Regions from separate parts of the Pan troglodytes genome. Here regions 1, 2 and 4 are each linked to region 3. The links are chromatin contacts, called in public Hi-C and HiChIP or PLAC-seq maps. All regions are on one chromosome and are shown on one strand. The core of a region is the stretch at or near the end of the contact, and the rest is flanking DNA. Distances in the headings are between cores, read along the strand shown.

Region 1 (2,700 bases), core at 23-2,522, 590 kb after region 3:
ATAAGTTGATTTAATGAATGTACTCATAACAATCAGAAGGTGAGAAAAGGACATTTAATCTAATCACATTTCTACATAGAATAAGTTGTTCAAATGGGTTTCCTTTGTCCTTGTTTTCATTTCTTATTAGTAACACAAGGAAAGCTACTGACTCCACACACAATACGATAAGTAGACTTATCATAGGGGAACCAAATGCTGACATGATAGTTATTGAAACTATATTTTGAAAGTAGCTGACAATTCTCCTGAATGATTCAATTAACTTAGGTTAAATTATTTATTAATTCATTTAGGCAGTATTCATTAAGTACCCATAGTCTATCTTAACTAATCAAATACTGTGTAAAACTCTTGGGATCCATGAACATATACAACATATTCCATGCTTTTCAGAGACTTAAAATACAATACAGGGAGACAGAATTGTATAAAGCTTAAGTGCACTAATGTTTCCTTAAAATTTTTAAAGAAAAAGAATGATATCTGATGGTCCAGGATGGTTACCTCTCTGAACTTATAACAAAACTGTTCTGAATATTTACTTGATAGAGTTCATTTACACAGTCCTTTGTTCCTATTTATTTTCACTTATAAACTGTTTTTAAAGTCATGAAAAAAACAGCAAAAAGAGAAAGATGAAAAGAGATGGTAGCTGAAAGCAACATTCTATACCTAACAGTTATGAATTATGTTTTATTCATTTTGCTCTATTAATTTCTCCAAAAGATTGTAGTTGTTTCTGGCTAATGGAAATACTATGTATATCTGTTGTGTACTGCAAATATATACATATTTTGGTTATTGAATACCTAAATGCATGTATAGATACTACATTGTATATGTGGCCCTGATATGAAAGGCATATTAGAATTCAAGAAGGCATGGTGGGTAGTCATTTCCCATAAATTTGAAGTGTTTCTCAGACTGAAGATCCTAAGGAAGAAAAAAATGCTTGTGTAAAGTAAGAGTGCTCCCTATAGAGCTGGAAGGATTTTTAAAGAAAGGAAATGGAAATGATTTTTCTGAATTTCACTCAGGACCAAATACAAGGACAAGAAAAGATGTGATCTAAGTAGATTTCTTAAGTGTTTCAAATTTGAAAGTGGTTAATGAAGTGTGTTAAACATATCCATCTCTGAAAAATATCTAGAATAGAATTTCCCTTTCCAAGATCTAATAGATAAGATGAACTGGATTCCTTCTCCAGGTCACTCTAACCTCTGAGAAATCCATGTGTTCTCTTCTGTAAGAACAGAGCCTCGTCCTCTCCTCCCCTACCCTGATCAGGTGAGGCAATTGACATTTTGTAACTGCTTTCCTAATGGGAATACCATAATAAACAGTGCCATCTACTGACTAACGTATGTCATTGAATACCTCTCAATAGTAGTAATCATTCTTGGGATTGGAAATCCTACTGTAATATTTCTTATATGTTTACATCAGTCACATTTCATAGATACTTAAAGCTGCAGGTAATGTAGATATCATTTCTTTTTATCTTTTTTGGATTTCTAAGAGATGAGGAGATTGAGATCCAAAAAGATCAATTTGCCCAAAATTTTGACGTAGCATTTTTCATTGAGTACCACTGTCAACTGAATCTTGAGATGGTAGGAAATTTAACATTTAGAGCTAGCAATCAGTCTGCAAAGTTGTCTATCCATTGATAAAAGAGTCTGACAGATGATTAATGAAACAAGCATGAAATCAATATAGCAAAGCAAGTTGGCAAACTGCTGATGTAAAGTTTGGGGAGAAGTACATGCTGACGTGCAGGCTTACAAAAAAAAATGAAAGAGGAAATAAAGTACTTTGCTTCTCTGTTCTTAACAACAGATGGTTGCAACTGTTTGATGATTGTTTTAGAAGATGTGTTTTGTCATCACAAAAACATAATATAAAAAATGAATCCATTATGTTTTAAGACACATCTTGTCAATACCAATTTATAGCTTGAACTAAAATAAATCTAGCTATACTATATAATCTTTGAATTTATGGCAATTAGGCTGAGTAAAACAGGGTCAACTCAATAAAAAGGCTTTTTTTCATTATCAATAATTAAGCCTTATTTGGTTTCTATTTGTGCCCAAGAAACCCACTTAATATTTATTTCTATAAATAATATTCTTAATATTTATTTCTTAATTCTTAATACTTATTTCTATAAATATTAAGTTATTTCTATAAATATTAAGCCACATCTAAATATTGTATTCAGATAGGCTCATAGTTACATCATTCACAACATTTTAGTGCAGGGCCTTGTTAATGTAAGGGGCTTAACGAATATTTGTGGAATGGAACACTGGCGGAAAGATATTCTACCTTCTCATTTAAGGTGGTAAGTTGTCAAGTTGATTACTATAACGGGCTAAAGTATTTTGTTATTAATGGTTTTAGGCTCATGCAAGTTTATATAAAGCATATGAGAATATTAGAAAATATAAAAGTAAGTTTATATAAATGAGAATATTAGAAAATTTACAGCAACTTAGGAAATTTGGGGTTAATCAGCAGCCGGGTGAATCATATTAGAAAATATTGCTAAGTACAACACTCAAATTTTATCATATTTTCTACCTTTCAAACTTAGAGGTAAACAAAAGTACTGAAAACCTAGGTTTGACCATAAGTTGGGACCATACGAGCATAGAGAGTTTGAGAATATGGCTTTCTTTCTCTGCTAACTGT
Region 2 (2,700 bases), core at 191-2,690, 750 kb after region 3:
ATATTTACACATTTATAGGCTGGATATTTAGAATGACTTCTTAGTTACATTAGAATCAGTGCCAAAAACAAAATTCTTCTTGCTTCTCTGTCCTCAACAGACACTATGTCAATGTTCTTTCTGTGACCACAAAAGCACTAATTGCAATAAGGAAAAAATTCCTATGTCCAAGTAACAGACATTATTTTATAATTTAAAAAGTGGCTATTTTTGCATAATGATATGAACCCTAGGAAAGATGTCCTGGTCAGTTATAATTTATTAAACATATGATTGCACTCTATTATAAAACAAAATTTATCAATGTTGTTAATATCTTAAGTCTACAACAACCAGAGACCCACGAAACAGAATTTGATTATCCAGTTTGAAGATAACACTGGCCTTCTGCTGCCTCCCACTGCTCAGACTGGGGACATTGAAACATGTGAAACCAAGAGAGGCTGACACTCAGGCAAGTATTTGAGAAGTTTTGAAAATTCACCTGGAGACAAACATTGAAATCTATAGCTAATATGAATTTTTTGAAATTTCAACCTTTCAGATATAATAGTTCACCTTATACATTGCAGGTTTAAGAAGTAATATAACCAGATGCTAAAAGCATATGCTTTGGATCAGAGCCTTAACATGGAATCCTTACTCTGCTTCTTAATAAGTAACTTACATTTTTAAACCTCTCTAAAACTCTCTTTCTTGATTTATAAAATAATAGGAATAATATTATTAGTTATCTTATGGGATGTCTTGAAGATTCAGATTATATTTGTAAAGAACTTATTACATTACCTGGCACAGAGTAGGTACTCATTGTTCGAGAATCTTCATTGTTTTTATTATTATTCTAAACAGTGCAGCTCTTAAAGAATCCTTTAGCTAAGTGTCAGAAATATAATCCTGATTTAGCAGATAACAATGCCAGCCATTGCCAGGTGGGCAGACAGCCTCTGACCATCACCAGCAAGCCCCTGTGGTTAGCTGAATATTGGCTGTCAACACTAGCTCTCGCTTTAGCGAATGGGAAAGGATCCCCTTAGTAAATGTTACTAATGTTTCTAACATGCCCCATAGGTACTGGAAGAGAAATTTGAAGACTTTTTCCAAATCTAAAAAAGAATATTGGGTTTGATTCAAGAGAAAAGTCTGCTCATTCCCAAACTGTTTGAACGAATCCCAGAACACAGTGGAAAGTGGTTTTGGTTCATTTTATTTGGGAATCTCTTTTTGATGCCTGTGCCATCTAGCAGCAGGGTCCTAAGGAGTACTTTCTCATGTTAGTCATTAAAGCTAAGGCCTACAAAGTAGTCATAAAACTCAGGCTCCAGCTCTCAACAATTATCAGTATCTAAATGTAATGAATTTTCTTCCCAGGGTCTCCACTGCGCATATAATGAGGAGTGATCAGTATACACTGAATCAATCAGAATTCTTTGTCTAGCAACAGCACTGAATCTGCTAGATGGCAAAGGATAAACACAGAAGAGACCCTTAGGGAAGCTGTTGAGAAGTCAGCATTACTGTCTATTAAATCGAACACCATCCAATTCACATGTATTGTGAGAGGTCTGAAAAATTATCTATTGTTCTTCTCAGACATCCATTTTAGATTACATGTTTAATTTAATGGTTGAGGTCTTTGGGAGTCTGGATCCCTAGTTCTTTTTAACATACTATGCACCATCTGGATAAAATGGAGTACAGGGTAGGTTAACTCTTCCTTTCTGTATTTCTAAATAAAGATGCAAAAGCATTTATTCAGATCAGCCCTCTCATGGCACTACATTTAAATTAGAAATTACGATTATTTTCCACTGCTTTCTCATTTATTTATTTTAATACACTGTACAAAGTGGAAAGAAAGGGTAATAAAAGTGTACTGAGTGATTTTCCAGCAGATAGAAATACCCTCACTTGCATTGCACCTATAGTTGGTATAATTTACCTTTTGCCATTTCAGTGCCATTTTCACTCTAAACTGTAACAGTTGGAAAAAATTATTTTTCTAAGTCACAGTCTGTTGCCAACCAGGGAAACGCATTCCTCAAAGAAAGTGCAAAATTGTTCAGTTCTCCTAACTCTTGCACACTAGCATAAGTAACATTTCAAGTAAGTCACTTCAAGTAGAATTCTGCTACAATCTTCAGTGCCCTTGGACATTAACAAAAATACGATGTTAGCAGGTATTTAACGTGTTCATCAAATTATCCTCCATTCATAGCCTGCTCCAGTCACTCAGTGATTAACCATTACACCTGCTGAGCCTAGAAGCTCTTTCTTAGTGCTCTCTGTGGAAAAGGAAGAGAAATGTCTTATCCAGTAAGTTCACTGTGGCTGCTGCTCTTGGCAATATTGCAAAAGGCTTTTCTGCCTGGAGACAACGTTGGAGGATAAGAAATATTTGAGAGAGGGCTAAACTGGTTGTGAGTTGAAACATGTTTTACCCCAAAGAAAGAAGGATAATATATTCAAGGAGGAAAGAAAAATAATGCAAATACAGTGCTTCATATATGCTAACAGTACCTTCTGGTTTATTACCACCTCAGGTAGTGCAGACTTCTATAGAAGAGACATAACTTAAGCCCACTTTTCAGGAAATACCAACACAGGTATTTTTGATTTTGAAATGAAAGGAGAGGAAGAAACTGAATTAAATGCTGTAAAATTTATCCAAATTTATGATGACTATATCTTATATGAATA
Region 3 (2,700 bases), core at 80-2,579:
TGCGGTGAGCAGAGATCGCGCCACTGCACTCTAGTTTGGGCAACAAGAGCGAAACTCCGTCTCAGAAAAGAAAAAAAAAAAACCTGCAACATTTCAAAAGATGTTATATTAGTCATTTCAGTGAAAGTTTAATTAGGGAACGGTGTCTACCAGAATATATTTGGCATCCTTCTTTTTTCTGGTATTTGCCTGAGTGAGAAAAGTGTTAGGAATAGGAAGGCCAGATGAGTTTGCTTTCCCTCCAGAGAATACTGGCCAAGAAATTTCCTGTCCAACCTCAGGAGCATCACTGAAGCCTGTTTATGAGGAATTGTCCTACCACAACACTGTGTTATGGCATTTGGGAAGCCCTCAGAGGAGCTGCCTGCTCTAAGATTGAGGCCACATGACTCAGGCCATTATAAACCCTAATGCAGAGCCCTGAAGAGGGAGAGCATTTGGAAGGGGATAGGGAAGCACATAAAGATGATATGCCCAGCTTTACTGTCGTTGGGCAGAAAACTCTCTAGTGGGCTTGAGAGGGGGAACTGATTTTAAGGAGGGCTGAATAGTTTGGGAACCTACTTAATGCAACCATAGTCTGTATTTTTAAAATCCTCACATTTCACTACAGATTTGGGTTTTAGTGTCTTGGCATAAATAGGGCCTTAATATTTCTGGAGACATGGTAGAGGTCAGATATCAAGATTTCATAGGCAAACAAAACATGCTATATATGTAAAAAATGTATATACACACACAGCCTTTTGCTAAACTGAAAGAAAGTAAAAATTCAAAGCAGTCAAGGGGTTGAAAGATGGATTGGGTATGGACTTTTCTTCATCTATGTCAATTTTTGAAATGTCTCTCTCCCATCTCCACCATTCCCTTTGTTAATTGTCCTTGCTTACATTTAAAGGAAGGGAATTAGATCATCAAACAGGTCACTCACACCTACCTCTAACTTCACACACCTTGGTCAATGTGAAACAAGCTTGAACTGGTTATATGCTTCCCCACCATTTTTATTTATTGTAAGCTACTTTAAAAATTTTAGACAATGTTGTAATAAAAATATACACCTTTTCCCCCCATTATCCCCGGTCTTCTGGTGAAGCAAGCACTGTAATCAATGATTCTTATGTGTGAGGAGCAACTCCAAGTAGAGGCGTTCATGTCCCTAATGCTTTTTTATTTTTCCTCATCAGCAAATTTAAACTACAACTTTATCCTGATCCCACTGCTGCTCTTTGCCTCTTCTCCCCCCAGCCCTTCCACATTTACCAGCCTCCTCCCTACCTCCTCCCAGCCTTTCCCTTTGCCCTCCCCTTTCTTCTAGCCCCTCCTCCCAGTTGGGTCAGTGGCTTGAAACTTTTAAAAGCTCTGTGCTCCAAGTTACAAAAAAGCTTTTACGAGGTATCAGCACTTTTCTTTCATTAGGGGGAAGGCGTGAGGAAAGTACCAAACAGCAGCGGAGTTTTAAACTTTAAATAGACAGGTCTGAGTGCCTGAACTTGCCTTTTCATTTTACTTCATCCTCCAAGGAGTTCAATCACTTGGCGTGACTTCACTACTTTTAAGCAAAAGAGTAAGTTTTTAAAAAATGAGAACACGTTACCTATTAGTTTCTTTTTCTACAAGTAAAACTTTTCTAAAGTTTTAAAATGTGTTAAATGTAATTTTGAATTATGATACTGTAAATGGATTGATGGATTTGAAAGTGTTTCTATAGTTTTAAAGTTAAAATTTATTGTACCAAATATATATTTTGACTGTTAAAAAAGTTTCTATTAACATTGCAACAGGTGAAAAGGTTCAAACCTTTCCGATTAGAATAAAGGATTAGTTTACTGGATGTTCGGTTTTTCATTTTAGAGTATCATTTTATTTTGTTTTTGTCTTTTTTTGTAATCAGGAATAGTCTAGGTGCTATCATTTGTTGGGTGGCGGGGGGGGGGGGGCGGTTAGGCGCCTGGGTTGGGGGATTTGACTGACTACATCGGAAAAATCAAAGTGCAAATTTGCTTAGCGTGCTTCCTATAGTATTCTACACTTCATAGAATAAAGTGCTTTTTTCATATGGAAATCTTGATTGATGTTCTATAGCTTTGCAAAGCCAACTTCTTTTGTGACAAAGTGCTTTGTTAAAACATCGTGGTTACTTGACTTCCACGTGGTTCCTTCCTAGAATTTTCCCCATTAAACAAAAAGGTATAAAATTCAAGAGTATTAATATTATGCTTTAAAAATCAACAGTAAATTGTTACTTTGTGTTAGCAACCGCTATGGAAAGATTTGAGACCCCCAGGAGAGACAGCTTTTACTCGACCACGTTGGCAGTTTAGGAGATGAAATCTCTTGAATGGGTGGTGGTTAGTTACAGAGCATTAGAGATCAGACGTTTAAAAAAGAGTGTATGCCAGGGTGCTTTTCCAAAACCGTCTCCTAAAACAGGAGCTCCTAGAAAGAGCAGGAAAAAAACTTTCTTAAACAGCGCTTTGGGAGCTCCCCCCGCCAACACCCGCCGCCCCGCACCTTCCCTCTGCTCGAACCTGTAACAGAATTCAGAACTCTGGGGCAGTTCTTTGGAGTTGGAGCTCCTAGGGCAAAGATAACGCTAATACGTTGTTTAAAAGCGTTCAATTTTTAAAATACTTTTATTGGTAACACCCATTCTGTTCATCAGAAATGCAGCCATGCATTTTTGTGCCCGGTAAAGAT
Region 4 (2,700 bases), core at 192-2,691, 970 kb after region 3:
TGAGTTTGAATATAAGCATCTTGAGCTTTGAAACAGTGTCATCATTGTACAATGGAAAGGGCACATACTTTTGAGCTCAATAAAGCTTGGGTGTAAATACTCTCCCATTTACTTGCTGTGACTGAAGAAATTAATCAACTTTTGAGTCTCAGAATCTTCTCTGGGAAAATGGGGTAATAAAACCTAGTTCATTGGGTTGTTGTGAGGATTCAATAATATATGTAAAGCCCTTGGCATATATAAGGGCTCATCAAATATTACTTCCTCTATCACATGTATGCCTCCATATATCTGATTTTGCTTCAGCCAACATCCCAGTGCTGAGCACAAAGGCAGCATTCACTAAATACTTGCTCATTGGAGGAGATATATATATATCTTCCATTAAATGATATATATATATTTAATGTACTATTTTACATTTACCCAAGAAGTAAACCAATCCTATGTTGAAGTTTTGTATGTTATCTCTGACTTGTTTGTAAGTTTTTGCCTTCACATGCTGACTTTTGTAAAAAAAAAAAAGTCGAATTTTGTAGACTTCATATTTTCAAAACATTTGCACAGCCATTATAGTATTAAAGACACTCTTAGTGGGTAAAAAGATAGATCTTATTCCCAGTCAAGAAATGGAAAAAACTGGCACTGGTGGCTAAGGAATTGTTCTAAATGACAGAACCAGTGTATTTTAATATACAGAAAAATGTCCGAGAGGCTTTATCTAAACTGAGATCTACTGACTCCTTTTCCATTGTTTTTTCCACTATACCAATCTCTCAGGCAAAAAAGAATATATCTGTAAAGTATACGCAGGAAAAACTATTTTAATTAACTAAAATAGTACAAATGAGTCTATTTCTTTTTATTCTGGGTACAGAGTAGGCACTTGATGACTGGATTAAAAACAGCACATGATGTATCAATTGCAGTTCCTGGTTTACAGTTTTAAGTAATCGAGAGTGAGTTATTTAAACTGCTCTTTTTGATAAACATATTTTAAAGAGGGCTTTTTCTCCCAATGAAAATGTAAGAACAAGGTTCATTATTTTTAAGACAATTTCGATTTGGGGCCTAGCACATCATGCTTGAGAGCTGGTTTTTTCCTTATGCAAATGGATCCTTTCTCTAAACTGGTGCAAACCACACTTTGCCTGCCAAACTTATGACTCAAAGGCCCTGAAGGGTTTTTGTAGCCTCCCAGCCACAGCCCAGAAACCATAAGCTGTTTCCACGTGAAACATCCAAACACGGTCTCCCAAGCCTAAGGTCTGCTACCATCAAGGCTTCTGTATAAAAGGCAAATGAGCAGGCAGCGCCCCCTTCTGCTCCCACCCCCTTCTGCTCCCACCCCCTTCATGTCAGCAGCAGCCAATCGCCTTTCTCTGTCGTGCAGTCGGCCCCTGGGATTGGCCAGGGACGAGACCGGCGCGGAACCACTGCGCGCACAGGCGGAGCGCGGAGACCTGTCCGTCACGTGCGGCCGCCCGGCCTCTCGGCCTTGCCGCGCGCCTGGCGGGGTTGCGGGGGGCGGGGACCAAGATCTGCTGCGCCTGCGTTGTGGGCGTTCTCGGGGAGCTGCTGCCGTAGCTGCCGCCGCCGCTACCACCGCGTTCGGGTGTAGAATTTGGAATCCCTGCGCCGCGTTAACAATGAAGCAGAGTTCGAACGTGCCGGCTTTCCTCAGCAAGCTGTGGACGCTTGTAGAGGAAACCCACACTAACGAGTTCATCACCTGGAGCCAGGTACGGTCAGGCCACGGCGGCCTCTGAACCCCCTGAATAACCGCCTCCTCACTCGCTCTCCTGCGGGGTGGTCTCTCGCGGCCTTGCGGCTCGACGCTGTCTGCGAGGCCCGCGGTGCGGGGCCTTGGCGTTCAGCCTCGCGGGGGACCCCCTGTATTGTTCGCTCGGGGAGCCGCGGGGGCCCGGCCGGCAGCGCCGCTCGCCTCAGGCCGCGGTGGGGGAGGGGCGGCCCGCGCGGGGCGTAGCGGCCCAGGCAGCCCCTTAACGGTCCGGTCCGCGTTCGGAACCGGCCCGGCGTCGCGAGGGGAATCGGCGAGCCGAGGGCGCGGGAGCCTCTTTACTGCACACTCATCCTCCGTCCTCCCGCCCGGCTCAGGGGTTACAAATCGCGGAGGGGACAGGGAGCCCAGGGCCAGGATCATCAACGTGGGGCTTTATAGGAGGCGATCTTTACCTCAGCGACCGATCACCCCCGGTTCTCCCAACATTGCTTTGCATCTGGCATCTTTATGTGGAGAGCAGTCAGGGCAATAGACATACGTTCAAACGCAGGTTACTGCTTATCAGTTGGTTTTAAAAATATATAGAAATTAACAAATTATTCTTTTGAGATTCTGTGCTATTTGTATAATGGGATTATTAGGATTGTTTTAATAAAGTACTAATAGGTGATAACTTAGTAGTTACTAAATTTCGCTGAACAGTTACCAGCAGAGGGGCATATCGATGTGTTGATTATTGGTTTGATCTCAACTCTGCTTCTAAACAAGGATGACATTAGTCCAGCCCTTTATCTTGTCTGGCCTAAGTTAAATCTTTCATAAGATGGATGGGTTGCCTAGGTGACCCAAGACCTATATCAGTCCCAAATACAAGATTTTAGGCAGAATGATTATTTACATCCACAGTGCATGTGCATTAGAATACACTCCTAGGCTGTTGGAATCATTTTTATGAA

What was found. Hi-C and Micro-C count contacts between places; a contact is called where the count stands out from the background. HiChIP or PLAC-seq counts read pairs in DNA pulled down with a chosen protein or histone mark.
Region 1: a contact with region 3 is called in a Hi-C map of induced pluripotent stem cells, with 4 times the contacts expected there. The contact joins the enhancer-like site here to the promoter of GJA1 in region 3. A contact is called at or near these places in 4 of 7 Hi-C or Micro-C datasets (blood, induced pluripotent stem cells and stem cell-derived neural progenitor cells), 1 of 1 datasets of contacts at active chromatin or transcription factors (stem cell-derived excitatory neurons) and 1 of 1 other capture datasets (stem cell-derived neural stem cells).
Region 2: a contact with region 3 is called in an H3K4me3 HiChIP or PLAC-seq map of stem cell-derived excitatory neurons, with 16 times the contacts expected there. The contact joins the enhancer-like site here to the promoter of GJA1 in region 3. A contact is called at or near these places in 4 of 7 Hi-C or Micro-C datasets (blood, induced pluripotent stem cells and stem cell-derived neural progenitor cells), 1 of 1 datasets of contacts at active chromatin or transcription factors (stem cell-derived excitatory neurons) and 1 of 1 other capture datasets (stem cell-derived neural stem cells).
Region 4: an H3K4me3 HiChIP or PLAC-seq map of stem cell-derived excitatory neurons shows a contact between it and region 3, with 13 times the contacts expected there. The contact joins the promoter of HSF2 here to the promoter of GJA1 in region 3. A contact is called at or near these places in 1 of 7 Hi-C or Micro-C datasets (stem cell-derived neural progenitor cells) and 1 of 1 datasets of contacts at active chromatin or transcription factors (stem cell-derived excitatory neurons).

What each region holds. Positions count from the first base shown.
Region 1 is chr5:133,904,984-133,907,683 of NHGRI_mPanTro3-v2.0_pri, forward strand. No RefSeq gene overlaps it. Among named protein-coding and RNA genes, the nearest start is that of HSF2, 370 kb to the right of the region's middle. Within about 2 kb of position 1,273, at least 1 of the 24 cell types and tissues checked has an H3K27ac peak or open chromatin away from gene starts, as enhancers often do. A contact at or near this core is called in induced pluripotent stem cells, where this site is marked.
Region 2 is chr5:134,058,446-134,061,145 of NHGRI_mPanTro3-v2.0_pri, forward strand. No RefSeq gene overlaps it. Among named protein-coding and RNA genes, the nearest start is that of HSF2, 220 kb to the right of the region's middle. Within about 2 kb of position 1,441, at least 1 of the 24 cell types and tissues checked has an H3K27ac peak or open chromatin away from gene starts, as enhancers often do. A contact at or near this core is called in stem cell-derived excitatory neurons, where this site is marked.
Region 3 is chr5:133,310,560-133,313,259 of NHGRI_mPanTro3-v2.0_pri, forward strand. It overlaps GJA1 (gap junction protein alpha 1), which reads left to right and starts at 1,330. Exons shown (of 2, transcript XM_001164338.4): 1 at 1,330-1,567.
Region 4 is chr5:134,276,805-134,279,504 of NHGRI_mPanTro3-v2.0_pri, forward strand. HSF2 (heat shock transcription factor 2) reads left to right here and starts at 1,442. Exons shown (of 13, transcript XM_016956240.3): 1 at 1,442-1,742. The coding sequence starts at 1,650.